6 separate regions of the Mus musculus genome follow, and regions 1, 2, 3, 5 and 6 are each linked to region 4. The links are chromatin contacts, called in public HiCAR-type and promoter capture Hi-C maps. All regions are on one chromosome and are shown on one strand. The core of a region is the stretch at or near the end of the contact, and the rest is flanking DNA. Distances in the headings are between cores, read along the strand shown.

Region 1 (4,325 bases), core at 442-2,941, 2.2 Mb after region 4:
AGATTAGATTTAAAGCAATTTGACTCAATGAATATAGGAAATCACAAGATTCATTTTTGGGAAATAATGAGGTATTCATTGATTATAAAAAAGAAAGGAAGCTATTTTTCTATAATACATTTACTGGTCAGATACAGAAAGTATTCTCTGTTGGGGTATGTACATATATACATATATATATGTAAACTAATGGGTAATTCATTAGCTTACAAGACAATGGCTTGGACCATGTATATAGGATCACATCACGGCAAGAGTTCAGAGGAGATTTTGCCCAAGGGTCAATTCTGGGATAGCCTTTTATAACTCCACTCTTGGCCAGAATTAGTCAGTGGACATATGAGGACTAATTAATCCTTCCCAAGGGCATACTCTTCCCCCAACAGGCTCCACCTGTCAACCACCAACTCCATTGCCATATTGGGGATTATGCTTCCTAACACATAAAACCTTAAGACAAACCATATCCTAACAATATTCAAAGCATATGAGCACGTTCTGACAGAAACCTCAAGGACTAATCATTAGGTAGGAGCCTCTTTCATACAAAGATAAACCACACCAAACGTTCTTGAAGTATTAAAAACAGCTTGTCCTTTCACCATGAGGAAGAAGCTGGGTGCAAACTAGTCATAAATGCCCATCTGCCAAGCCTCTTGGAAATGGATACTCTTCTCAATGATTCTCAGAATGTGCAACCAGGATGAGCCAAGTCAGCATTTATTAAATGTACATATCTGCACATATCCACACACTGGCCAGGTACGGAAAGTGGGCAACGTGAGAAAGTATACTGTATGAGCATTCATAATCTACTGGAATAAATAACGCCCTAAGTAATTGATAAGGGGTGGTTGAGAGCTAAAGACATGATAGGGAGCTATGGGAAATCACTTTCAAAATTAATTTTGATAAAAGAGGAGGTAATTGGAGAGAGATACTAGCTGACATGAGGACAATGACTGACACTGAACATTTCAGATTTTATAAAACGCTGGAACACTTTCTATTGAGTTGTCCCTGCCACCCATAAGGTACCAGGTGAGCCATTTCTTTTCATCTGTATGCGCCATCAATTTCTTGAAGCTCTTGTCATGCATCAGTCATTATAATCACTATTTTCACACACTATGGAAATTAAAAATGCTAAACAGACTGAAATAAATAGATCCAAGTTTGGCTAAATAATATTAGCATTTTAATGTAACAAACAATAGAGATTTGATCAAGATTTTTATTAAGGTACAGTACATTACAACTTTTGTCCCAGTAAGGGTTTTATTTTGTTTGTTTTGTTTTGTTTTTTAAGTTTTAGAGTAATATGATATAAAAATCTATCTGGCCATATTACTTCTTGAGTTTCTTTTGGGCAGCTTTCTTCTTGACCATCTGTAATCGCTTCATTGCGTTGAGCTGTGATTCTTGAGAAGTTGGACCTTTAAGAGATGCTGAGGTACTGCTGCTGGTCTCTGATGTGGCTTTGCTGGTGGTACTTCCACTGGGCCCCGTTGTAGCACTATTTCCATTCCCACTCAATTGGCTGCTGCCTCCAGGAACTAAACTACTAGGACTAGGAAGACCCACTTTGCTGACGTTATCACAACTCACTGAGCGACTCAGGCCAGTCTTGCCTAAGGTTAGTGGTGGAAGCGGTTTCAACGGGACAGAGGGGCTAGTGCTGTTACCAGAACCTATTTTGGAACCTATTCCACCTTTGGATGATGTTGCCAGACCAGTCAAACCCACAGGCTTCTGGTTAGAGGATGAGGCAGCAGGTTTTCCACTACTGTTTTGTGCTGCTGAATTCAATTTTGCTGTTGATGGACCAGCTGAAGAAGTTTTGGCTGCAAAAGCTGCCCATCCAGTTAGGCCACTAGTTACTGAAGAGGACACGTTGTTACTAGAAGAATTTCCTGAAATAACCGTGGATGGCTAAAAAAAAATAAAAAATATAAGTCTTACATTAGAGCCAAATATAATCAACACCTGTATGTCTTTGAATATAAATGCTTACTTGTATATAAAGAAGTAATGCATGGACAATATGGACAACAAAACAAAATTAGGTTCTTATGAAGCTGAATTGGGAAACACATGGGCGTTTCTGTAGTCAGGGAGACTGCTACACAACTTGCAGTTCCTGAATGCCACACTGTTTTAATGACTCCAGAGAAAATACATGAAATTCTTTTTGGGAACTGCCCTAAGATTCAGTCACAAACGACAGAAGAGAATCAGATTTAGTTCTTCAAGTCACTTTTCTTACCACCCAAAGTTTCACCTAGCTCATGACACTTTTAAATCCAATCTACTTTAATTTAAAAAAAAACAACCAAACCAAAAAAAACTGTTTACACACAAGACACTCAGGAGAAAATACCTAAGACAAAGATTCAATCATTGATAGATGTGTTAAAGGAAATGTCTATATAGAAGTTCTACACTCACTTAAAATAATCAAGTTGCCACAAAAATTTCAACATCTATTCTACTATAAAATATCCTCAGATGTGTAAACTGAGGATACATTAAAAAGAACTCATAAAAGCAGTTTTGCAGTGTGTTTCCATTGAAACTATAGTAATAGACCCCAACTTTCACATAGTAGACTTTGCATCTGCCTCTTGGGTGGCACAGGCATTTTGGGGAGGTTTGACACACTCCTGGCTCACGTGTCAACTCTAACATTTCGGCTTCTCTGATCAACTTCCTACACAGACAGACAAGAGGCCCTAAGCATTGCTGATTGCTGTTGTAAGCATATAGGGTGACTTCTGTCCACTCACAGTCTGTCTACCTTCTTCACACTGAGACAAGCTCACAAAAGCATTCAAAGGGGAAGTCAGATATAGGACTGTCTGTATTTAAAGAGAAAAATACATAAAGTATAAAAATAGTGATGTAGTATCTAGAATATCTATTTGTATTTTAGAATTGAGCTCTTATGAAATAGTAGGCAAGACTTCTTTAGCTCTTACAAAGTTGCCTTCAACATAGCCTGTATATGACTACTTTTAAGCACCAGAAAAAGCAATCAAAATAAGAGTGCTTTGGGGTTTTTATTGATACGAAAAGTTGAAACTTTTGTTCACATGTCCTGAAAAGCCACATTTTTATAATAGCATTATATAATTATCTCATGATATCCTGATTAGGAAAAACATCTTACAAAACATAAATTCCTGGGACACACACTGCTGGTGACAGAAAATGAAAGCAAAGAACACAGTGTGGCAAACTTAATTTTCAGTTTGAAAAATCCATTTTTCTCCTTTCCCTTCTATAAGACATGAAACTATCTGCTCCACCAAAGAGAACTTATTTAAAGTGACTAAGAGACCAGTGGTCAATGAAGGATGGACAGGAAAGCAAGGTGGCTGTGCTGAGCACCTGACTCTAATGACCGCTGTGGCCTGGGCTGCTCCACAGTGACAGATGGTGTAGAGCACAACCAGGATGCACAGACATGAAGCACTACAACCTTGGGAACCTAGCACCACCTCACACTTCAGTGTAGAAAGTAAATTCTGATATAAATGCTCCCCTCCTATCTAATTAATTATTAGTGTTCTTCACTTCCAACATCAGACACATAATAAAGTTTCTCATCAAAGTTTTATGAGAGCCTACCCTTCAGTCAGCCACACTGAGGTTTAACGCGGATGAAAACAAACACTTTACCTTAACTTCGGTTCTCTTGAATGCTAGGAAGGTTGTCTCTTGTTTAAGTTTGGTTTCTGGCTTCTTGACTAATGGATCCTTGACAGTTGGAGTCACAGAAACAACAGTGGGCGCTGGTTTCTGTGGTGGCTTCTGAGTTTTCTGAGCCTATGAAAAACAGGTGGATAATTATACATAAAAATTTTTATTAAATAACAAAATTAAAAATGCATTAAAAACTATAAACATTGAACGTTAACAATAGTTCTAAAAATATTGTGATGATATTGAAATATCAAAAGAAATCAACATATAGTTTTACAGATTTCATTAGTTTCTGAAGAGTAATGATACCATCAATCATGCAAATTAGGGTTTGTTAAATATTATTTTAACAAGATAACCCTCCTGTTTTCAATAAAGGAAAATCCCAAACTATGGTACAGCTACTCTTTGTTACCCATGCAGGATGGGTTTCGGAACCCCTGACAAAAACCAAAATCTGTGGATGTTCAATTAAGTCCCTCAGATAATCAGCCTAGTATCTGGGCCTAGTGCCATCTGTCTCTAAGTACTCAGGAGGCGGAAGCAAGAAGACTAGGAGCATAGGGGCAGCCTGGGCTCTAAAAGGAGTACGAAGGCCTGCCTGATTTCTACATTAAGGC
Region 2 (3,870 bases), core at 777-3,276, 2.4 Mb before region 4:
CTCATAACAGCAACCTTGGGAGTTATGTGGGGAAGTCATATTGCTCAAGGTTAAATGTCCTGGGAAGCACTTGATGGTCTTTTAGATTGATCTGATGTTATACCCTTTGTAAAGCCAAACTCAATACTGATAAATCACTCAAGGAGTTTAAAAAAAAAAAAACCAACCACTCAAATCCTCAGTCTATGAAGCCAGATGTTCTGAATTAATTGGTTTGAGGTGGGGTTTAGATATCCAATTTTTCAAAAAGCTTTCTACATAATGCCATATGTGGCTTGAGTGGAGAATTATTGTTTATTTATTTTATGAATTTACTGCCTTCATCTTTTCAGTGTTTTCAGATATGAGCAAACTCTATGTGGTTTCTCTTTTGTTTGTTTTGTTTCTTGAGACAGGCTCTCTCTGCATAGCTCAGAATGGTCTCAAATTGCCCCACATTCTGACATACTCAAGTTAGAGGTGTGCACTACCCAGGGCTGGCTCATGTGTTCATAGCTCCACCTGGTTTTCTTTTTGACATAGAACAGAGAATGCATTGGCTATACCTATGTACTACCTAGGTATTCAATGTTTTTTCACACCCATCAGAAGTTACCTTTAAGAACTAATTAAAAATAGAACAATAAAATCTCATGGGGGTTTTTAGTAAGGTAAAAAGAGTCATAAGCAAGAATGTGTAGTTAGTAACTTCTAGAAGCTGATCAATAACCCTGAGTAGAACCTGCAAATTATTGGGAGCTTCCTGGTGTTACTTTTATTCTATTCTAAGTAATAACGCCCACTATGTAAGCACTAAAGGCTGACAGATGTCGCAGCAGGTAAGGGACTTGTTGTCAAGCCTGGCACCCTGTGTTTGATCCCTAACACCCACACAGTGGAGGGAGAGAGTTGATTCCCACAAGTTACTTTCTGCCCTCTACCTATGCATCATGGTATGAGACCTTCCTGTCCTTAAAAAAAAAAGTTGAATGTGTAATCACCCTTCAGAAACAGAGGACCTCTGCTGATACCAAGATCCCTTATATCGAATGGGGCAGTGTTTGTTTAACATCTGGGCATATCTTTCCAGATTTTCAAACTGCCTAACACCCAATGCAGTGTACATGCTATACTGTATTTCTCAAGGAATAATGGCCCAAAATGTACACATGTGTTTAGCATACATACAACTTTTTCTCAAATAGTTTCAACTTGGAGTTGTTTGAACCTGGGGTACAGAATCTGTTCATAGGGAGGGTGGAAAGTATACACATGGATCCCTACCCACACTTTCAGATGACCATATTTTGGTAGAAGACACTGTGTTTTATGTCCCTATATCTTTTATGTATCTTACATTTCCTTAGAAAGCAAATTGTACGAGAATCAAGAAAGTGATTGATAATTACTTTCATTCTTTTCTAAGAAGGTGTGTGTGCTCGAGTGCTCGTGCACATACACATACCTGGACGTCAGAGGACAACCTGTGGGAGTCAGTTTTTTCCTCCAAGCATATGGGGTGTGAGGATCTAATTCAGGTTGTCAGGTTCAACAGCAGGCATTGTCACCTGCTGAGCCACCTCACTGTCCCCTTGGTAAATATTTTAAAAGGAAAGACTGAGTGAGCTACTGAACAATCCATTTTTGCATCTCATGTGACAGAACCTTGATTGTATTCCCCCAGGAATATAAATATCCCAGAGAATTGTGTTAAGATTTTTAAAGTACAAAAATACAAAGTAGACTTGGCCCCTATTTAAAACAAGCAAACTAAAAACTATTAGTGCTGCCTTGCCTTCCCCATGGGCAGTTGGGAGCCTTTGTCTTCTTTCTGCTTAGTATTCTGAATTCCACCCCTTTAACAGGTCCTCAAAGCATGGAACTACACTGGCTGTAGCGGGAGAGGTGATGGATGGAGAGTTCTCAGTCGTTTTCTGTACTAGTGGCTGAAACTTATGGCTCTCAGCACTTCCCAGTTGCAGGTGATGGATGGGTTTGTTTACTGCTTCCCCTTTTGGTCTGGAGGGAGATACTGAGTAGGGTGGCTGCCAGCATTCTGGAAGGTTTGGCTCAGTCCCAGAGTCTCTGCAGCCAGGCTGGGTGGAAGCTGTACAAGCTCTGGGGCTCTTCGGATTTTTAATCACTTTCTGAGCAGATGCATCTCTGTTTGGATGAGCAGGGTACTGCCATTTGCACTCTGCTCATTAAAACCTAAACTCTGTTTGGAAATAAGACTGTTCTCTTCTGCTTCAAAGAAATGGAATGGAAAAAAAAGTATTGTTTCTTTCAACCTGTTTCCTGTAGGTATAGTTCTCTCTCTCTCCCTCTCCATCTCCTTCCCCTCCCCCTCCCTCCCTCCCTCCCTCCCTCCCTCCCTCCCTCCCTCCCTCCCTCCCTCCCTCCTCTCTTCTTTTCTTTTCTTTAGAACTTGAGAATGAACCCAGGATATTTTGCTTACCAGTGAAGCCTTCTAGCACCAAGCTAAATTCCTAATACCTACAGTTTTGCTTGTTTGTTTGTTTTGACTAAAATTAGAGACAGCTAAAAATAATCTCAAATTGTTACTAACTTCTTTTTAGTTGAGCAGTGATAGAGTCAAGAGGAAACTAACACATACCCCTTGCACAGAGCCAGGTGGGGAAGTGCATGCAGTTTGCTGTATTTGAGAAAATAAAATATGACCACATATGAGTAATTATGCAAAACACACATATGTCATTACCTGACAAAGTCCAGAGAGGATTACTCAACTGCAAACACTGGCTTTATTTTCAGGAGTTATTTTCAATTGAATAGTCCTGTCCTATGAAGGGGATGGGAAATTAAGCCAAAGTTAATAAAAGATATTTTTTTGGTAGCTTCTTGCTGCCATGAAACATGGAAACATGGTAGACACAGACTAGTAATTGTTCTGTATGTTTAGCAAGTGTGGCTATCTTCATCTTTATTCTTCATTCAGTGTTGCTTGTTATTTGTCTTCCCTGAAAACCCGTGGAAGCCAGATCTGATATTTTTTCTATTATGCTGAATGATTCTGGTAAAAAAAAGAAAAACAAAAAACGCAAACCAACCAGGCTCTAAATCAATATGCTAGGTATCAAGGAGAGCAGGTGAGTCTCATTTAGAGGGCAAAGTGATAAGAAAATACTATACGAGAAACATGGGGAGGGGATCATGACCACACTGCCAACTCTGGTACAAACCCAATTGCAGTTGTGGGTTGGCAACCATTTTGAAGAGCAGCAAGCCAGTATTCTCTACTGAACTGTGACTCTAGTCTAGGAAGGAGACATGCCAAGACAACTAAGCAGAGGAGGAACAATCCTAAGAGGAGAGGAAGAGAGAGAGAGAGAGAGAGAGAAAGAGAGAGAGAGAGAGAGAGAGAGAGAGAGAGAGAGAGAGAGCCATTTAATCTTAAATGTTGGTTAAAAAAAAAGGCAGTTCTTCCATGCATAAATCTTTGGTGAATAAAGCTTCTTTATGATAAAATTACTTGTGCTGCAATAAGGAACCTCTAGAAATTTAACTGAACTCTGTATGACAGTTGGGCTATGTCTCAACCTAGTAACTCATGTTTTTCAGGTCAAACCAGTAGGGAACTCAATTACCAATTGATATCAACACTAGCATATTATTATCCCAGAAATTGGGCACATGCACAAAGATTAAGACAAGAACAGCCTGGGCAACATACCCAGCATCTGTCTACCAAACCAAACCAAACCAAACCAAACCAAACCAAACCAAACCAGTCCCAATCATATAATTGAAAACAGCAAACAACTGACCAACCAACCAACCAACCACCCAACCAACCACCCACCCAACCAACCAACCAACCAACCAACCAACCAACCAATTAAACAACCAACTAATCAAATAAAGAAGCAA
Region 3 (4,185 bases), core at 155-2,654, 2.5 Mb after region 4:
GAATTTCAGCCAATGAGATGTCAGAGTGATCTTGTTATGTTACACCATGGGTCACCATTCTATTCAAAAGCATCTTGTTTCTTTGTGATGATGAAATAAAGCCAGTGGTGATAATATATGTATAACACTCAAAATGCTCTCCCCTTCAGTTCCTGCTATGTGGCCTCACCATGCTCCACTCACAGTGGCTATTCCCTTAACATCTCTAGTGTATCCCTCCCACCCAGGCTGGAGCTTGCTGTTGCTTGCTTGTTATTTCATTTTTATAAGGAACTGACTTCAAACCACCTTTCCTGAGAGCTTTTCCTGGCAATCTCATTTAAAAATTCAACTCTTCCTCCATTCAAACACTTAACACATATGTCCAAATTCAGTTCTTCATTTCTCTAGAATTTACCAATATATACTGAATATATCACATTGTCTATTTTTTATATCTTTTTTCACAATATCTACTTATTTATTTATTTACTATGGCTTTTATTAGCAAATGGGCATTGTAAACGATTTTTTATTTCCTTGCCTTTTAACCTTTTATATTTCTATTAAGAAGGATGAGTGATGTGCACCACAGGAAGCCGAGGGATCCGATCCCTGGTACTGGAGTTGACAGGCTCTGAGTCACCATGTGAGGACTGGGCAGAGAACTTGGGTCCTCTGCAGGAGTTCTCAACTGCCAAGCCACCTCTCCAGCCCCATCACTTTTTATCATATACTTCCACAAAAACATGAGGGAAAACGTTTTTTAACCCCTGTCCTTTAATGTATTCAGGGTATAGAGGCAACCAAATATCTGTTTGAACAATGAAGGAAGCACACAATGGAGCTATCAGAGTACAGAAGCAAAGGCTCCTGAGATCATGCCCTCCTGAGAAGTCTTCAAAGAAGCAAGAAAGGACGAGGAAAGGAGTTCATGCTGACTACTCTGTCCGGAAGAACATTATCACACTAAGCAGCAGGAAGCACAGGAAGTGTCCCCACCTCGAGCTCTACAGACGCACGCATTGATGACAGGTGATGACAGGTGCGTTAAAGAGTTTACTCGAGTAGCGGGAAGCATGTGCAGTGATAAGGCAGAGACTTGCAGGCACTGTTACCAGCATTCCTCGCACGCACGAGATGCCTCTTAGCGACACAACTGAGACTAGAGACATGTAATAACGATACGTGAGACACAATTCCTCTATTCTTTCTATGTCCCTTTTCCATTTTAAATTCCTTCCTTCCTTCCTTCCTTGCTGAGAGAGGGAAGGGGAAGCTTGGACTTAGGGATTGACGCCAAGGCCCGAGTCTTTCAAGAACATCCTCAGCCTTCCTTTACCTTTAGTTTCAGACAGGCTCTTACTAAGTTGTCTAGGCCCAAAGCCCTCTGTAACAAAGGAAAGTCCTGAACTTTTGCATCTTTTGCCTCAACCTCCCAAGTAGCTGTATGACAAGACTTGTTCTGTGAGGCCCAGAGTACTTTATATATATTGCCTTACATAATTTCTCAAGCTGTTTTACAGTTTTAAGAATATGAACTAATACTGAAATAATTTTGAACAATAGAAAGATTTTATTTTTTAATGGTTCTAAGTGTTTAAATATTAGGCTATAAATATAAAAATACACATAGTTTCTGTTACTTTTCTAAGTTAGATGCTAAAACCAATAAAAAGTTATACATTTTTTGAGTATTCGTCCAATCGCAAATGTTAGCCTGACCTGACAATGTACTTGTCTGTAGCTGTCAGCTTAGTAAATGCTGCCCCCTAGCAACAGCAAGCAAGAACTGGCAAGCGCTCACTAGAGCTGTAGAATGCTGGAGAAACAGCAGCAGGTTGGGTCCTAAGGATTTCACTACACTGTTGATTATCTGAAAATGATAGTTGTTTCTTCTTTGAAATCAGAGATATGGCACCTTTTATAAATCTGTATTTTCTTAAAATATTAATGATCTCAGTAGAATTATGTTGCATTTATTTTAGCCACATAGGAATTATTTTATCATTACCAATAAGCTATTTGTAATTGTATTTAAAAACACAAGAGTAACAAGACAACACAGGAACGAGATTTGTTATTCTAAGGTTGCCTTGCAAGCAGCAAGGCTGAGAACCAGATGCACCTGGATAGGAACTTCCTTGTACCCTGACACACGATGGAAGCAGGAAGTGTGGAGGAGACAGAAAAGAGAATGCCAGGGTAATTCATAAGGACTCTCCCAGTCTGTAAGTCTGTCTCACAAGTATGATATATAAATTCTCAAAAGTGTGAGCATGGCATCCTTAGGCTCCAGTCACTGTTTTCACTGGATTGAGGTTTATGTTAATAGTGCAAAGGCATGAGTGGACAGCACTGCAGAAATCATGACAATGGCCCAAGGTAGAACAGTTATGTTTGTAAGGGGTACAATTATGGGTCCTTTACAGTTCTTCCCTAACAATTTGTGAGATGACTTAGGAGGCAGGAAACTATGCTCTGGTCTAAACTGTGGGGGAGCTGGATAGTCGCTTGAGCTATGAGACTACAAGGTGCTTTCTTCAAGAGATACTATTTTTACTTGAAAGAATGACAGGCAAATAATACTTTAAAGCTTGGGTATTTGATCAATATTTTTTTTAAAAAAATGAGCAAAATAAGCTTGTTATTTCAAGAAACAGCTTGAGCTGAGATGAAAATTATAATATTACAAAAGGGGCTAGAGAGATAGGCTAACACTTAAGAGCTTGTTGCCCATCCAGCGGGGCTGAATTTGATTTCCAGCACCACCTTCAGCAGCTCAAAGCCACCTGTAACTCCAGTTCCTGGGAACCCAACAACTCTGGCCTCCATAAGAGCCTACACACACACATGCACGTACCTTTCCACAGAGAAATATAACTAAAAATGAAATAAAACTTAAAAGAACACTACAAGACTGCTGTCTGGTACATGCATGACTGTGTAGGGGTTCAAGTCTGTGATAGATATGCATGTGAAGGCTCCTGGTTGGCACTGGTCTTTTCCTCAGTTGGTCTCTACCTTATATACTGAGGCAGGCTCCCACTTGAGGCCAGAGCTTGCTGGTTAGATTACTATAGGATGTCCTGTCTCTGCCCCCCACACACTGCAATCGCAGAGGGGTCACCATGCCCAGCTAGCAGTTGAGTGAGTGTTTGATAAACTTGGGTCTTCTCGGTTGTACACTCTGAGCTACCTCCCTGTTTAAACTTGTTACATGAACAGTGATGACATTAACAAATGTGATTTCTTTTGGATTTTGTATAATAAAATGTTTCATACTCACTTAATAAATATTTTGCAAATTACTGACATATAACAATACAATATCATGCATGGGTGAAAAAGACACTAGAAGTGCAAAGCAGACTAATGGACTGCAATGGAATACAGGATCAAAAATTCACTGATATGGTTTCAGATTGCACATTCCTAGTAAGCTTAAAACACTTTTGTAACTGAAACAATGAGCGACAACAAACTGAACACAGAAGTGGTTACAAGAATCCCACCATTTTAATTTAGAGACAAAAAATATAAAACAAATGCACTCTCTTGTTTTGAGGGAAACAGGTTTTTTCAAATATATGATTTTAGCTAACATTATTAAATTTTTCTGTGTGTGTGTGTGCGCGCGGGCGCGTGTGTAACATTGCCTCTCTATAGTGCCCAGGCTGGCCTTGAACTCCAAATCATGCTTTCTGAGACCCCTGGAACTTGTGCCACTATGTATAGATAGTTGTTATCAGACTATACATGCCACAAAAGCTACTGATCAATGAAATACAAACACAAAACTCCCGGGTTCTCATTAACTCTAAGAACATACAGTGACCCTGAGTTACTATCTGTTTGCATATATAAACCCAGCCGAAGATGACAGGAAAAGCTTTTAAGAGGGAGAGGATAGTGTAAGTGTGTTTCGCCGCCTGCAGTTATGTGACGGTGCTAGCTACTGTACCCCTGAATTTGTTAGTGTTATCTTCAGCTCAGACAGTAGGGTCAAAAGGATACCAACTACTGAGAGAGCCAGTATCATTTCTCTTAATGGCCACCTGACTACTGTTCATAGGAGGCAAGCTGAATGTTATTCTGAACATTTTAGAAAAAACCCTGCTCTCTTAAGAATGAGGAAGCACAATTTGCTATTTTCATTTTTAAGTTCCTAGTACATTTCCAGAAGCAGAAATGCATCAAGAAAGA
Region 4 (4,210 bases), core at 1,049-3,548:
AGTTGGTTTGCTGCAGCCTCCATACAGGGAGGGGCAGGAGGGAAATATGTCTGTGAGTGTGGAGTCCTGACATTCCTTCTGCCCATCCACCCTCAATAAAGCACCCGGGACGCCATCTTGGCTGGATGGGGTGCCTGGGGTCGACAGCTAGCAAGTCCTTTGTGTTCTGCCTGCAGGTGTGTCTGTGTGAGGGTGTCAGATCTCCTGCCCCTGGAATTACTGACAGTTGTGAGCGGCACATGGATGATGGGAATTGAACCCAGGTCCTTTGGCAGAGCAGTTAGAGATCTTAACTGATGGACCTTCTCTCCAGCACCCCCTTTGTCCTCTCCTTTGACTTGACCTGTTCTCTAGGTAAGCTGTTAGGTGTTTTTGCTTTTGTTCCTCCCATAGCTGTGCTCCCTGCCCCCGCATCCCCACTGTACCCTTTCGACTTTCCAGTCCTCCATACTTGGTCCTAACTCCAGGGGTTGTAGTGCTAGGTCTTCATGTCCGCAGCTGGCACTGAAAGAGTTGGGGAAAGCATGGGAGATTTTCAGATTTGCCAGAACGGAGCTGGCAGTGGCCATTAGGGATTGGGATCAGGAAATGGGTGCAGTTGTCTAGAAGTAGCTGGCAAGGAAGCAGGGATGGGGAGGGGGTGGGGGTGGGCAGTGCTTCACAGATGACAGACAGAGCCTGGTCTCCTGTGAGGGTGAGGCTAAGTCAGCTATCATCATATCAATACAATGCCTTCCAATCACAGGTTCAAGAGAATGCTGCAGTCTCCCACCTCCAGCAGGACTGAGGTTCCATTGACCCGGAGGACACCTTTGTTCTTTGTTCCCACCCTGGAGCAGACCGTGATGGATGACGTACAGAACTCTTTCTCCCTAGCCTCCTTAGGGTCCCCAGCCCCACCCTACTGAAGGAAGCATTCAGGGTGCCCCCACCCCCAAATCCACTTCTGCCTTCTCCCTGCCTCGATCCATCTGAAGTCTCTCCCATCGTCACCTGGTTCCTTGTCATTTTCTCCCACAACAGTATCTCCCCTAATAAAAGCCATCCTGTTAGGTTCCTATTAGAGCCTTCCTCTGAGATCCAGCCCGACACAGTCACACGGTAAGAGGGGCTTCTGAAGCCAACTGATGACCCCCACTCTGTGATCCAATCATGCGCACATGCTGGGTAACAGGATCTGGCTTCATGGCGTCTCCCCAATTCTGATGCAGTACGCTTTGCTTTGCTTTTTACCAGTAGCACGCAGAGAGAAATTTCACTTAGAGTGTGGTAGGAGTTGAGAGAAAGCTAACTTGTGCTTTTAGGAAGGGATGAGCCGTCCCTGCCTCCCCCGACCCTGAGTACAGCATAAGAAACTCACAGTCCAGGGCCTTCACTAAGGGACCCTGGGTATTCGCCCACCAAAGCCCTGGTTCTCAACCGTCCTAATGCAGCGACACTTTAACGCAGTTCTTCATGTTGTGGTGACCCATATTTTTGTTGCTACTTCACAACTGTAATTTTGGTGCTGTTATGAACCATAATGTAAACACCTGACATTCAGAATATCTAATTAGATAGAACCTAGGCGTGGGGGTCGCGACCCACAGGTTGAGAATCAGTGAAGGCACCTGCTCAGTGCTCTCTTAAGCACCTCCATGACCCCCGAGACCACCCAGAAGCAACCAGGCACAAAATTTAGTTTCTGTTTACTTCTAAACCTTTCTCCAGCTGACCTCCAAGCAGTCTCAAGGCAACATGGGTTTTTTTGTTTTTTTGTTTTTGTTTTTTTTTTGGGGAGGGGGGGTAACAGGGTGGGGTTTAGAGTGGGAATACGTCCAGAAATTGTAAACTTAACCCACTCTTAACATAATGACTTTCCTACTTCTAAAGATTGTACTAAAACCCTAAATTTCTTTTTACTAGAAAAAGGCTCAGAGTATTTTCTGGAATTCCAAATATTTTCACGAGCCAGTTTACTTAGGACAGATACTGGAACAGTTGTCTTTCTTTGGCTATTTTCAAACTCTAATAAATACAAGAGGATTCCCAACTCCCACACTAACTGAAGATGCATCTTCAACTCGGCGATATGGAGAAGATGGCAACACAAGCTACAACTCTCAGTCCCCAAAAGTTTTGTCGAAAGTGATTAGAAAAAAATATCTTACTTTAGAAGAGTGAGTCCACACAGTCCTCCAGATTCCTTCAGGAGACAAACTTCAGATCTCTGCGCAGGAGAAGTCACATGCTGATTAATGCACGCTGGGAGGTGGAGTTCAGGTCCCCTCCGAGTCCTTTTGCTAATGCCTGTTAAGTAAGCTTTTAAGAAGTGTTTGCCACAGCCGTGCACTTTAGATGTGTCCATGCTGCCATCTAGTGATCAGAACGTGGAACTGTGAACGCCAAACAAAGGCCTGTCTTTTGTTTGTGCAAGTTACTTAGCAGGCCAGATCCAATGGCCAGGAAGGTGGAAGGCTGCTGGAAAACACACAAGGGACCCGAGGCACTAAATACTCTGGTCTTCCTAGCTCTTAACCCAGATTGCTTTGAGCGGGGAAAAGAAAACTTCCTTGGGGCTAAAGTCTTGTTTCTGACGTTAATCCCTCAGCTGCAGAATGCTGGCATCCTGAGTGCACTGGGCCTGAGCCGAGGAGCACACCCAGCTAGGATGGGAATCTTGAAATGAACAGAGCAAAATATCATGCAATCAAGTTGGTTGAAGACTACAGGAGCCACGAGGAAAGGGCTAGGTCTTGGCTGGGTCGGAGACTTGTGAGTTAACCTGGCTAGTGTCACAGTGATCATGGAGGTCATGTGTGAATGTCCTGCATAAATCCAGGGGCTCGACACATTTGGCACACTTTGCCATGGGCTCTGGCACTGCAAAGGCTACAAAACAAAGCTATCAGATTGCGAGCCTCCTTTGTCACCTGGGCTGGCCAGCCATGCAGGTCTGCTGGGGACGCAGGCTGTACTTTCTGAGGGCTTCCTTCTTGAAGAGAAAAGTGATGCCTCCCAGAAGGTTCTGGGTTCTGCTCCTCTTTCTGAGTGGCTCCTAAAGTGTGGGTTTCACAGTCAGTCAGTTGGATGCACGTGGGTTGGACGGAGCAGAGCAAGACAGAGAGCTGGTCCTTTAAGGCAGGCACAGGGTGGCTTCCTGTGCTGCTCAGTGTGTGGGTGCTTTCTGTTCCTCCCTCAAGCTCCTGCCTCAGGCCCTGGCTTCAGTCTCTAGCACGGTATAAAGCCCAGAGTGCTAGCACCGAGCACAAATAGATGTAAGAGCATCACAAAGTTTGCTTAGAACTTCACAGCCAGCCTGGACTACAGAAGACCCTTATTCAGAACAGCTGACCCCCTCAAAGGGGAAAAAAGAGCCCAGTTTAAAAATAAAAAGACATAAATCCTATGTCTCCCTGAAATAGCTGAGTAAGCAGGACCTGTAAACTGGCCAACCTACAGCGTTCTTATATGGAGGAGAAGGAAACAGCGGCTCTGCGTTCTTATATGGAGGAGAAGGAAACAGCGGCTCTGCCAGGGTGGTGAGGAGGGGACATGGTGTGCAGGTGAAGCCCAGCGTCTGCCACACACCTGCAGGATAAACGGCAGCTTATTACAGCAGACACTTCTGTGTGTGCTCCTTGCTCTAATAGACTTGTCTTTCCCTCAACTTGCCAGGGCTTTGAAAGGCGTTTGCTTTTAATGACTATGAGAGTGCTCCAGGATTAACTTCTGTCTCTGTCTCTGCCTCTCTCCCCCAAATAAGGGACCTATCTGTAGTCCCTGTACTTGGGAGGCTGAGGTAGGAGATTAACGAGGACAAAGTAGGTTTCATAGTAAGACCTAATCTCAAAGGAAGAAGATTCACTTTCAGAAGTATGTGGTTTCAATCCTGAACAAAAGCAGGACCCCTGCCCCAAACTCAAACTGTTTTACAAGGAGTTATGACTTAGGATTAACGTAAACATTTAAAATTGTGTATGTGTTTAGGTAAACATGGAAGGCAGAGGGCAGTTGGTATTGTTCTGTGGAAGCTACCCAGCTTGCTTTTTCACACAGGATCTCAATGGCCTGAACTCACCTAGTAGGTTGGGGTGGCAGGAGAGCCAGCCCCAGGGATGAGCTTGTCAGACCTCAGTAGCACTTGACTAGCGTGCCACATGGCACATGCTTGGGTCTTTATGCAGGTGCTGGGGATCAGAAAGTCCTCATGTTTGTGTGACAGTCACTC
Region 5 (4,020 bases), core at 491-2,990, 2.4 Mb before region 4:
CTTTGGTCATGGTGTCTTTTCATAGCAATGGGTACCCTAACTAATATATCAATCAAACCAAACCAAACCAACTAGCCAAACAAACAAAATACAGAAATATGAACAAATAAAGAAAACCTCCCAACAAACCCCCTATGTCTAGCGGCTTGGGAGCTGACTCAGCTGGTAACAAGCTGTGTAGGCAGTCACCGTGATCTGAGTTCAGGTCCATAATGTCTTGTAAAAGGCTGAGTGTGGAGTTGTGTGACTATAGTCTAGTGCTCCAGGGGTGGAAACACGAGGATCTGCAGGCCTTGCTGGACAGTCAGTCTGACAGAATTAGAGAGCTCCAGGTCCAGTAAGACACGGTCTCAAAGGCTAAGATGGAGAGAAGTTGAGGAAGACACACGCATACACAGACACAGAGACACATACACACAGACACAAACACACACACACACACACACACACACACACACACAGACATACACACAGAAACACACAGACACAAACAAACACACACACCCCCCACACACAGATACAGAGACACATATACACAGACACACACACACACAGAGACACATACACATAGACACAAAAACACACACACAGACAGACATACACACAGACACAAACAAACCCCCCCACAGACACAGAGACACATATACACAGACACAAAAACACACACAGAGACATACACAGACACACACAGACATAAACAAACACTCCCCCCCACACACAGACACAGAGACACATACACACACACAGGCACAGACACATACACACACACACAGGCACAGACATACACCCACAAAGCCACAGACACACACACATAGAGGCAGGACATCCTTGAATATCAAAGGGTTTGAGGCTGTGGCTGGGTTGATATTCACATTTCTCCTTTCGTAGAGAGTACAGTGTCTTTTTTTCTTTTTTCTTTTTTAACCAAAGACACTGGAGCATTCTTTGTAGGTACCAGGGAAATTCTCTGTGTTCAAGGAGCTGTGTAGCTGTTGTCTTACAAGCAGGATCTTGCCATTAGTTTGGTGGAGAGTAACCTACAGTTTTGGTAACAGCTTGGGTTGTTTAGGGGTTCCCACTTTGGCTAACAACTCCATTAGATGTAACTCAAACCCAGTACCTCAGTTGGAGCTCTGCTTTCCCTATTGTTTGGTGGCTTCTTTTAGGTTTCTTTCATATATGTAAGGCTCTACTGTATCAGGTTTCCGTACCACCCTCCAAATGGCCCTTCAATTTAACTGTCTCTTTCAGATAGTCTCCCCCATCCCTTCCTTCCCTCCCCCTCCCCACTTGATCCTCCCATTCTACACCCTTTTCCTCCTATATCCATTCTATTTCCTGTTCCTAGGTCAATCTATCTGCCCCCTACCCTCCCCCAGTCCCTTACCAAGGCTGGTGGTATATTACAGGGGACAGAAACTCCCGCTCTCATTTGTCTTATATTCAACATGGCAGATTCTTGGCCCTGTTTAAATCTTTCTGTCTTATTGCTGGGGGTTTGTCATTGGGCCAAACTGCCATACTTTATTCTTAATATGATTCTCTTTCTGTTAGGGAATGTTGTCTTCACTCACACATAGGAAGAGTTTTCTGATTTCTTTCTTCAAACATTACTGTTCGAAGCTTGCTCAGGAAAGTCTGAAGTGGACCCAACATTTAGCAAAAACAGATAAGTGAATAGTAATTTAAAACGCAAGAGAAAACAATTGCCTGGCATTTTGTAGGCAGAATGGCCAACTGCTGTGGTTACTTCACCCCCTAGAACTTTCTGTGGGTGTTTAGATAGCTCAAACACTTACAGGCAACCTCAGCCATTTCGTTTGGAACGATGACAGAACTTTTAAATGTCTCCAATTCTTTCTTTCTGGCACTTTTAGACAAATCTGGTTTGTTCTAAAGCGTCAGTTTTAAAAAAAATCTTGAAAAATGACTTGTGTAAAGATTAAAAAAAAAAGGCTGGGGCATAGGACGAGGGATTGCTGGGAATACGTTCAGTGGGAAGAACGAAGGGGTGACTGTGGGCGGATATGATAAAAATACACCGTACACATGCACGAAGTTCAAAATAATTTTAGAAGTGGAGGGAGATTGTGATCTGGCTAATTTCTCCCAGTGCCTCAGGTCCCACACTGTGAAGGCCATGTTTTCTCAGATGTGACCAGCAGTGACCTCCTTACTGTGAACACTCAGTGCAAAGGAGAGGGTTAACACAACAGCTATGTAGAATGCTGTCGGGTTTGTTTGTTTGTTTGTTTGTTTTTTCTTCTTCTCAAGCCCAGTGAGTGATTATCCCTGGAAACACATCTTATGCCTGCAATGTCTTTTTCTTGACGTTGTGAAATAAGCATTTGTTGACTGAATTCAATTTAAAAATTACTAACACCATAATGTTTATTCTCTCACATGGAGGTGGAAAAGAAATAATTGGCATAATAGCCATAATTATGTTGACCGTTATCTTCACATTCATCGTTGGGATCTCATTAAGTTTCCTGTGAATATTGGGAAATGACTGAAGCATTCAGCCAAGTGTACAAGCTTTCTCTCTCCTGAAAATTAAAGCAACATTTGATTACGTGCATTTGTATTCTGATCCCCTTTTGTTGATTGTGAATAAAGACTGTACCTAGAATAAGAAGCCTAGTCAGAATGTGGCTTGTGCTTCTTTGTTTCAGTGGAAAATTGCATTTCCATACTGATCAAAATCCATGGCTGGAACTCTTGCCAGGAAATATTAAACTTATTAACAATAAACACACAAACACACACACACACACACACACACACACACACACACACACACACACACAGAGCCAATTCCACTAGTTTTTCAAGATAGCCTAATGAATCCTAGAATGCAGTGAGAGACCAAGGTTAGCACTGTGATCAATATTTAACAGAGAAGTAATTTTTAAAGCAAGATTATTTGTGTAAAAGCAGCAATGGAATCATTTGTACTCAGGGAGTTTTGTTCATCAGCAGTTATGCAGATAATAGAATAATAAGCTTAAGAAGCCATGAAGACTTGTATTTTAGCCACCCATACCACTACCACTCCCCACCCCCCATATCACCACCACCAATGTCTCCTCCTCCTCCTTCTTCATCATCATCTTTACAACCCTCATAACATTATCATCAGTTCCATAAAAGTATTTCATAGTTCTGTGGGAAAAATGATGTTTTAAGACTTAAGAACTGTCTTATTTTATCTTTTGTGTTACATTAATTAATCTAAATCTCTTAGATCGAAAGTACATTTTTATTTATCAACCACCAGGATTAAGCTGTTTAGTCATTCTTCTTCTTTTGTAACAAAACACTGTGTAAGACACGACTTGAGGAAGAAAGGGTTTATTTTCCTCATGCTTTGAGGAGACCGTTGGTCATGCAGGGGGAGCCCTGGCAGTAGGAGCACCATCTGGCCACATTGAGTCAGAAAGCAGAGAGCCATAGATGCTGGGGCTTGCTCCCTTTGTTTTATTTAGTTGATATCCTCAGCTCGTGAAATGGTTCCACTCACTTCCCAGGCGGGTCTTCCTGTCTAAATTCACTCAGCTTACACAGTCCTCCACAGGCTTGCCCCAGGTTAACCTAATGGAGATTGTCCTCAAAGGCATGCCTAGGGGGTTGTTTCCTAGGTGGCTAGGAAGTTGATGGTATTAATCTTGGCACCTCCACCCCTTGTCAGCTTTGATATGTTTTGTAAAGCCAACGTTATGTTTTGTAGCGTGTAGTAGGGTGCAGAGGGAGGGGTGTCTCAGCAGGCTGGTGCTGAGACATCCTCTCCCTCCAAGGTCCCAGCCACGGACACTTCTCGTCTCCTATAGAATAGAGTTTATTTGGAGGCATGGGAAATGGGGTTGAGAAGGAGTAGAGGCAGAGAAGGAGATGGGCAGAGAAGGAGAGAGGGGGGAGGGGGAGAGGAAGGGGGAGGACCAGGATGAAGAGGAGGAGGAGGAGGAGGAGGAGGAGGAGGAGGAGGAGGAGGAGGCCGAGAGGCGAGAGGCCAGCTGGGGA
Region 6 (3,839 bases), core at 726-3,225, 2.5 Mb before region 4:
GTGGGTCGTCCTTAGTTTCTACCCTGAGTTTCCTTCATGGTGAGCTATAAGTGGTAAGGTAAAACTTTCCTTCCCCACTTGTTTTTTTTGCTTGATGTTTTATCATATCAACAGAAGGCAAACCAGTGCAGGAGGCTGCCTATAACTGGTTGAAGGATGGGGCTGTTGATGATGGACTGAACTCCCTGCTTTCTGTGACAAAACATATACACCTGTTATGTGTGGTGGCTTAGGTATGAATGCACAGAACTCAGAAGGCAGATGCAGGACAACCAGGAGTTCAAGGCCAGACTGGGCTTCAGGGAACCAATATGTTTCAAAATAAATAAGTGAACAAATAAATACTCGTTCAGTTTGTTGATGTGGTGGTTTGTAACAGGAGCTCAGAGTTCAGAGATAGCTAATGGCTTCCTGTTTCCTTAATCAAACATTACCAAGTTACATTTCTGGTGTGTGTGTATGTGTAACTGTGTGTTTATGCATGTGTGTATGTGTGTGTATATGTTTGTGTGTATGTGTGTAACTGTGTGTTTATGCATGTTTGTATGTGTGTGTATATGTTTGTGTGTGTATGTGTAACTGTGTGTTTATGCATGTGTGTATGTGTGTGTATATGTTTGTGTGTGTCTGTGTGTGTCTGTGTGTGTGATGTGTATGACTGTGTGTCTATGTATGTGTGTGTGTACACGTGTGTGTATGTTTCTGGTTGTGTTGGGATGTGAGTGAATGTTGTCTCCTGTGAACCACAGTGCTTCATTGGCAGGTGGAGGTCTGCAGAACGCGTCTTCTTCCTCTCACCTGCTGAAGTAAGGCAGCGTGTACAAAATATTTCTCCTCTCCAGATCTGCCTGCTGTCGAGTCAGAATCATTTATTATTTATTCCTCAGCACGATAGAGCTTAACTGCTTATTTTCGGCATGATTCGTGAAATAGACACAGGAAGTAGAAAGGCGGGAGCTGTAACTGCCTCCTGTTTGTTGTTTTGTTGTTGAGCAAGGCTGTTGGAGACTCTGGTCCACGCCTTGTCTTAAGTCTGTGGAGTGGATCTAACACAGGGCCTCATTTGCAGTGTCAGCCAGGCTGTCGCCATGAGAAGCTGGCTCACGGAGGGCAGTCTAAATCTCTCTCCTCTGCTGCAGTCTGCTTTCTTTGTGAAGACTGCTAAGAACATTCCAGAACTCTCTCCAAATATTGAAGTCCTTATCACTTCCTAAACTGGATGTTTGTTCAGGTCTGCCACAAAGCAGTACCAGTACTCTCTCATCAGCAGCTTTCTGTGACCGTGACCGTGCTGGGAAACTCTCCATACCCTGGGAAGAGAAGGAGGACAAGTATGGAAGTCCCATTAGTTATCTATTCGGAGGCTCCTGGCTTTGTTTTCTTAAAGGAAACAACTCGACTGAGTACCACGAGAGGGCGCCAGTGGGCTATGTTAGCGCTGGCGAGGCACTGCACTCCGGCATCCTCCCCACTCCCATTCCTTCCCACACTGCGGGGGGCAAAAACAACCCGGGGGCGCTGACGTCAGCTAGCCGGAGGCGCCTGCCTCTGTACCCATAGGTATAGTTAATCCCCCAGGAGTGAGGCCGGTGCTTTCTCTGGCAGCCCAATTTTCAGCTTAAATCATTGCCCTAATCTTATTTTAATGTGCATTGGGGCCCTGGCGGCTAGAGTGGGTGGCAGGGGAACAGCATTTAACATCCTTTGGAGTTTGGATTGTGCCGGACACTTCTTAAGCACTTGGGTGGGACAGAGAGACTTAATCTTGCAGCTGCAATCGACCTCAGTAGCCTTTGCCTTATTTGGCAAATTTAATTGGCAACGTTAATTTTGGGGGTTGGGGCTGGGGTAGAAGAGAAGGAAAGGAACACATGTGAAATACTAATATGCGCTGTATGCTTCACAGCGACTGTACGAAGTTGTTAAAAATGCTCAGTTTAGCAGAGACATTGAGAGAGATCAGAGCCTTCAGTCAGACAGCTTGCAATTGGCCCGTGGAGCCCTCCATTGGCCAGTCCCAGAACCACAGTCTGGGATCTGCTACCTGTGCGGCTTGCCTCTCTCTTGGGAGGCAGAGGCAGGCCAATTTCTGAGTTCTAGGTCAGCCTGGTCTACAGAGTGAGTTCCAGGACAGCCAGGGCTATAAGGAAAAACCCTGTCTCGAAAAACCAAAACCAACCAACCAAAACAAAAAACACACCCCCCAAACAAACAAACAAACAAAAACATCCCATCATCAACAACAACAAATCAAAACCAAAACAAAAAAAAAAGTTTTACAGGAAACTTGGCAAGAATGGAACAAAACCCACATTCCAAGGGGAACTAGCCCTTTTCAGGACAGTAGAATAAAGTCTAAATTTAACCACTCAGATGTGAGTTAACCAGCAGTTGTCTACAATGTATCTTGCCTGACTCAGAGGGTCCAATGTGCTTACAACAAAGTAGCAGAAAAGCACTGGCTAGCCGAAGGGCGGGCGTTGTTTGATTGGTGTGACATCCACCGGCTGTATTTACATCAAGTAAATGAAGAGAAGAGAGCAGTTTATCTGATGACATGGCTCGTCATCACATTGCAGGCACCAAAAAGGGGTATAGTGACCCGGGACATGGGGTGTGAGGGGAGTGACACAGTGCCCAGGGCAGTGTCTATAAATGGTGAGTCAGAATTCAATGATGCTTTCAGAACGGCGATGGGCCCACTGCCTGCATCCCAGACTTCTTCAGCTTAAGCCCACATCCCAGATAAGTAAATGAAGTCCGTGCACTAAAAGCATAAACCAAGAAATCAAACTGTAGGCACTTCACAGACCAAAGCACCTCATGAAGGTGCCATGACTCCGAAGTCGGACAGAGAGCCATTAATGTCCTATGGGGCATTAATACATGTTTTTTTTTCCTTCAGGCTTTCTTTTGCTGTTTTGACAGGAGCTGCTTCACCTTCAGGGATTTTTGTTTCATTCTTGAAAAGCTTCATGTAAAACTATGAATAGTCCATTTGGTCAGAGTCCTCAAAGTCAAACTAGAAAGTGAGGCGCAGTGCAGCGAGCCGAGCCCAGTGAGGACCGAGTTAGAACCAGAAGGACCGGTGGTCAAATCCCATGCTCTGTAGTTTTTAGTCACTTGCCTGTGAGTGAAATCTTCACAGTGGTGATGGTTCAGCTTCTTTGTCAACTTGACTGGGTTTAGAATCACACCCTTGGGTGTGTCTGTGAGGGTGTTTCCAGAAATGTTTAAGTGAGATGGGAAGGACTACCCTGAGTATGTCCAGCTCTCCCATAGGCTGGGATCTGATTGAACACAAAGGAGAAATTGGAGCCTGGGTGTGTGTGTGTGTGTGTGTGTGTGTGTGTCGGGGATGAGAGAGGGCACAGCAGTTAAGAGCACTTACTGCTCTTGCAGACGGTCAGACTTTGCTTCCTGCCACCATACTGGCAGCTCACATTGCCAGTAATTCTGGTTTCAGGTGACTTAATGCCTCTTCTAGATTCTCTGTATGCCAGTGGTGCCCATGTGTACACTCAGGCAAAGCACTCAGGCACATAAAATAACACTGAACTTCCAAAAGGAGAAAGCGAACAGAGCAGAACTTTCATCTCTCTTGGCTTTTTTTCACACAGACACAATGTGACGTCACCTCACGTTTGCCCTGACATTACACTTGCCTGCCATTGTGGGCAGTCCCTCAAACTGTGTGGCAAAACAAGTCTTTACTTTTGTCTCAGATAGGGTTTTGCCGCTGTGAAGAGACACCATGACCAAGGCAACTCTCACAACGGACAACATTTCATTGGGGTTAGCTTACAGGCTTGGAGGTTCAGTTAATTATCATCATGGTG

Evidence for each region. Promoter capture Hi-C pulls out the DNA fragments that hold promoters and counts their contacts. HiCAR-type assays count read pairs that join an accessible place to other places.
Region 1: a contact with region 4 is called in a promoter capture Hi-C map of the C10 cell line, with 11 times the contacts expected there. The contact joins the enhancer-like site here to the promoter of Bdh2 in region 4. A contact is called at or near these places in 3 of 39 promoter capture datasets (the C10 cell line, liver and pre-B cells) and 1 of 115 datasets of contacts at active chromatin or transcription factors (astrocytes).
Region 2: a promoter capture Hi-C map of frontonasal cranial neural crest shows a contact between it and region 4, with 6 times the contacts expected there. The contact joins the enhancer-like site here to the promoter of Bdh2 in region 4. A contact is called at or near these places in 6 of 39 promoter capture datasets (the 3T3-L1 cell line, frontonasal cranial neural crest, hippocampal neurons and 2 more) and 1 of 115 datasets of contacts at active chromatin or transcription factors (astrocytes).
Region 3: a promoter capture Hi-C map of the HPC-7 cell line shows a contact between it and region 4, with 9 times the contacts expected there. The contact joins the enhancer-like site here to the promoter of Bdh2 in region 4. A contact is called at or near these places in 7 of 39 promoter capture datasets (the 3T3-L1 cell line, the C10 cell line, the HPC-7 cell line and 3 more).
Region 5: a contact with region 4 is called in a promoter capture Hi-C map of cranial neural crest. The contact joins the enhancer-like site here to the promoter of Bdh2 in region 4. A contact is called at or near these places in 5 of 39 promoter capture datasets (the 3T3-L1 cell line, cranial neural crest, liver and 1 more) and 1 of 115 datasets of contacts at active chromatin or transcription factors (astrocytes).
Region 6: a HiCAR-type map of astrocytes shows a contact between it and region 4, with 17 times the contacts expected there. The contact joins the enhancer-like site here to the promoter of Bdh2 in region 4. A contact is called at or near these places in 11 of 39 promoter capture datasets (the 3T3-L1 cell line, 3T3-L1-derived adipocytes, the HPC-7 cell line and 7 more), 16 of 484 Hi-C or Micro-C datasets (B cells, CD4 T cells, CD8 T cells and 11 more), 1 of 115 datasets of contacts at active chromatin or transcription factors (astrocytes) and 2 of 9 other capture datasets (adipose tissue and liver).

What each region holds. Positions count from the first base shown.
Region 1 is chr3:133,106,442-133,110,766 of GRCm38.p6, reverse strand. It overlaps Ints12 (integrator complex subunit 12), which reads right to left. Exons shown (of 7, transcript NM_027927.4): 6 at 3,682-3,828; 7 at 1-1,932. The coding sequence ends at 1,348. Among named protein-coding and RNA genes, the nearest start is that of Ints12, 17 kb to the right of the region's middle. Within about 2 kb of position 1,691, at least 9 of the 459 cell types and tissues checked have an H3K27ac peak or open chromatin away from gene starts, as enhancers often do.
Region 2 is chr3:137,679,262-137,683,131 of GRCm38.p6, reverse strand. No RefSeq gene overlaps it. Among named protein-coding and RNA genes, the nearest start is that of Gm25080, 34 kb to the left of the region's middle. Within about 2 kb of position 2,026, at least 36 of the 459 cell types and tissues checked have an H3K27ac peak or open chromatin away from gene starts, as enhancers often do. A contact at or near this core is called in hippocampal neurons, where this site is marked.
Region 3 is chr3:132,744,795-132,748,979 of GRCm38.p6, reverse strand. All of the region lies in intron 20 of Tbck (TBC1 domain containing kinase), which reads right to left. Among named protein-coding and RNA genes, the nearest start is that of Gm30294, 31 kb to the left of the region's middle. Within about 2 kb of position 1,404, at least 9 of the 459 cell types and tissues checked have an H3K27ac peak or open chromatin away from gene starts, as enhancers often do. A contact at or near this core is called in the HPC-7 cell line, where this site is marked.
Region 4 is chr3:135,279,309-135,283,518 of GRCm38.p6, reverse strand. It overlaps Bdh2 (3-hydroxybutyrate dehydrogenase, type 2), which reads right to left and starts at 2,298. Exons shown (of 10, transcript NM_001172055.1): 1 at 2,151-2,298. Gm46826 (a long non-coding RNA gene) reads left to right here. Exons shown (of 3, transcript XR_001783991.2): 2 at 177-354; 3 at 746-1,087.
Region 5 is chr3:137,707,876-137,711,895 of GRCm38.p6, reverse strand. No RefSeq gene overlaps it. Among named protein-coding and RNA genes, the nearest start is that of Gm25080, 5.8 kb to the left of the region's middle. Within about 2 kb of position 1,740, at least 5 of the 459 cell types and tissues checked have an H3K27ac peak or open chromatin away from gene starts, as enhancers often do.
Region 6 is chr3:137,750,692-137,754,530 of GRCm38.p6, reverse strand. No RefSeq gene overlaps it. Among named protein-coding and RNA genes, the nearest start is that of Mir6380, 31 kb to the left of the region's middle. Within about 2 kb of position 1,975, at least 96 of the 459 cell types and tissues checked have an H3K27ac peak or open chromatin away from gene starts, as enhancers often do. A contact at or near this core is called in 3T3-L1-derived adipocytes, the CH12 cell line, adipose tissue and 5 more, where this site is marked.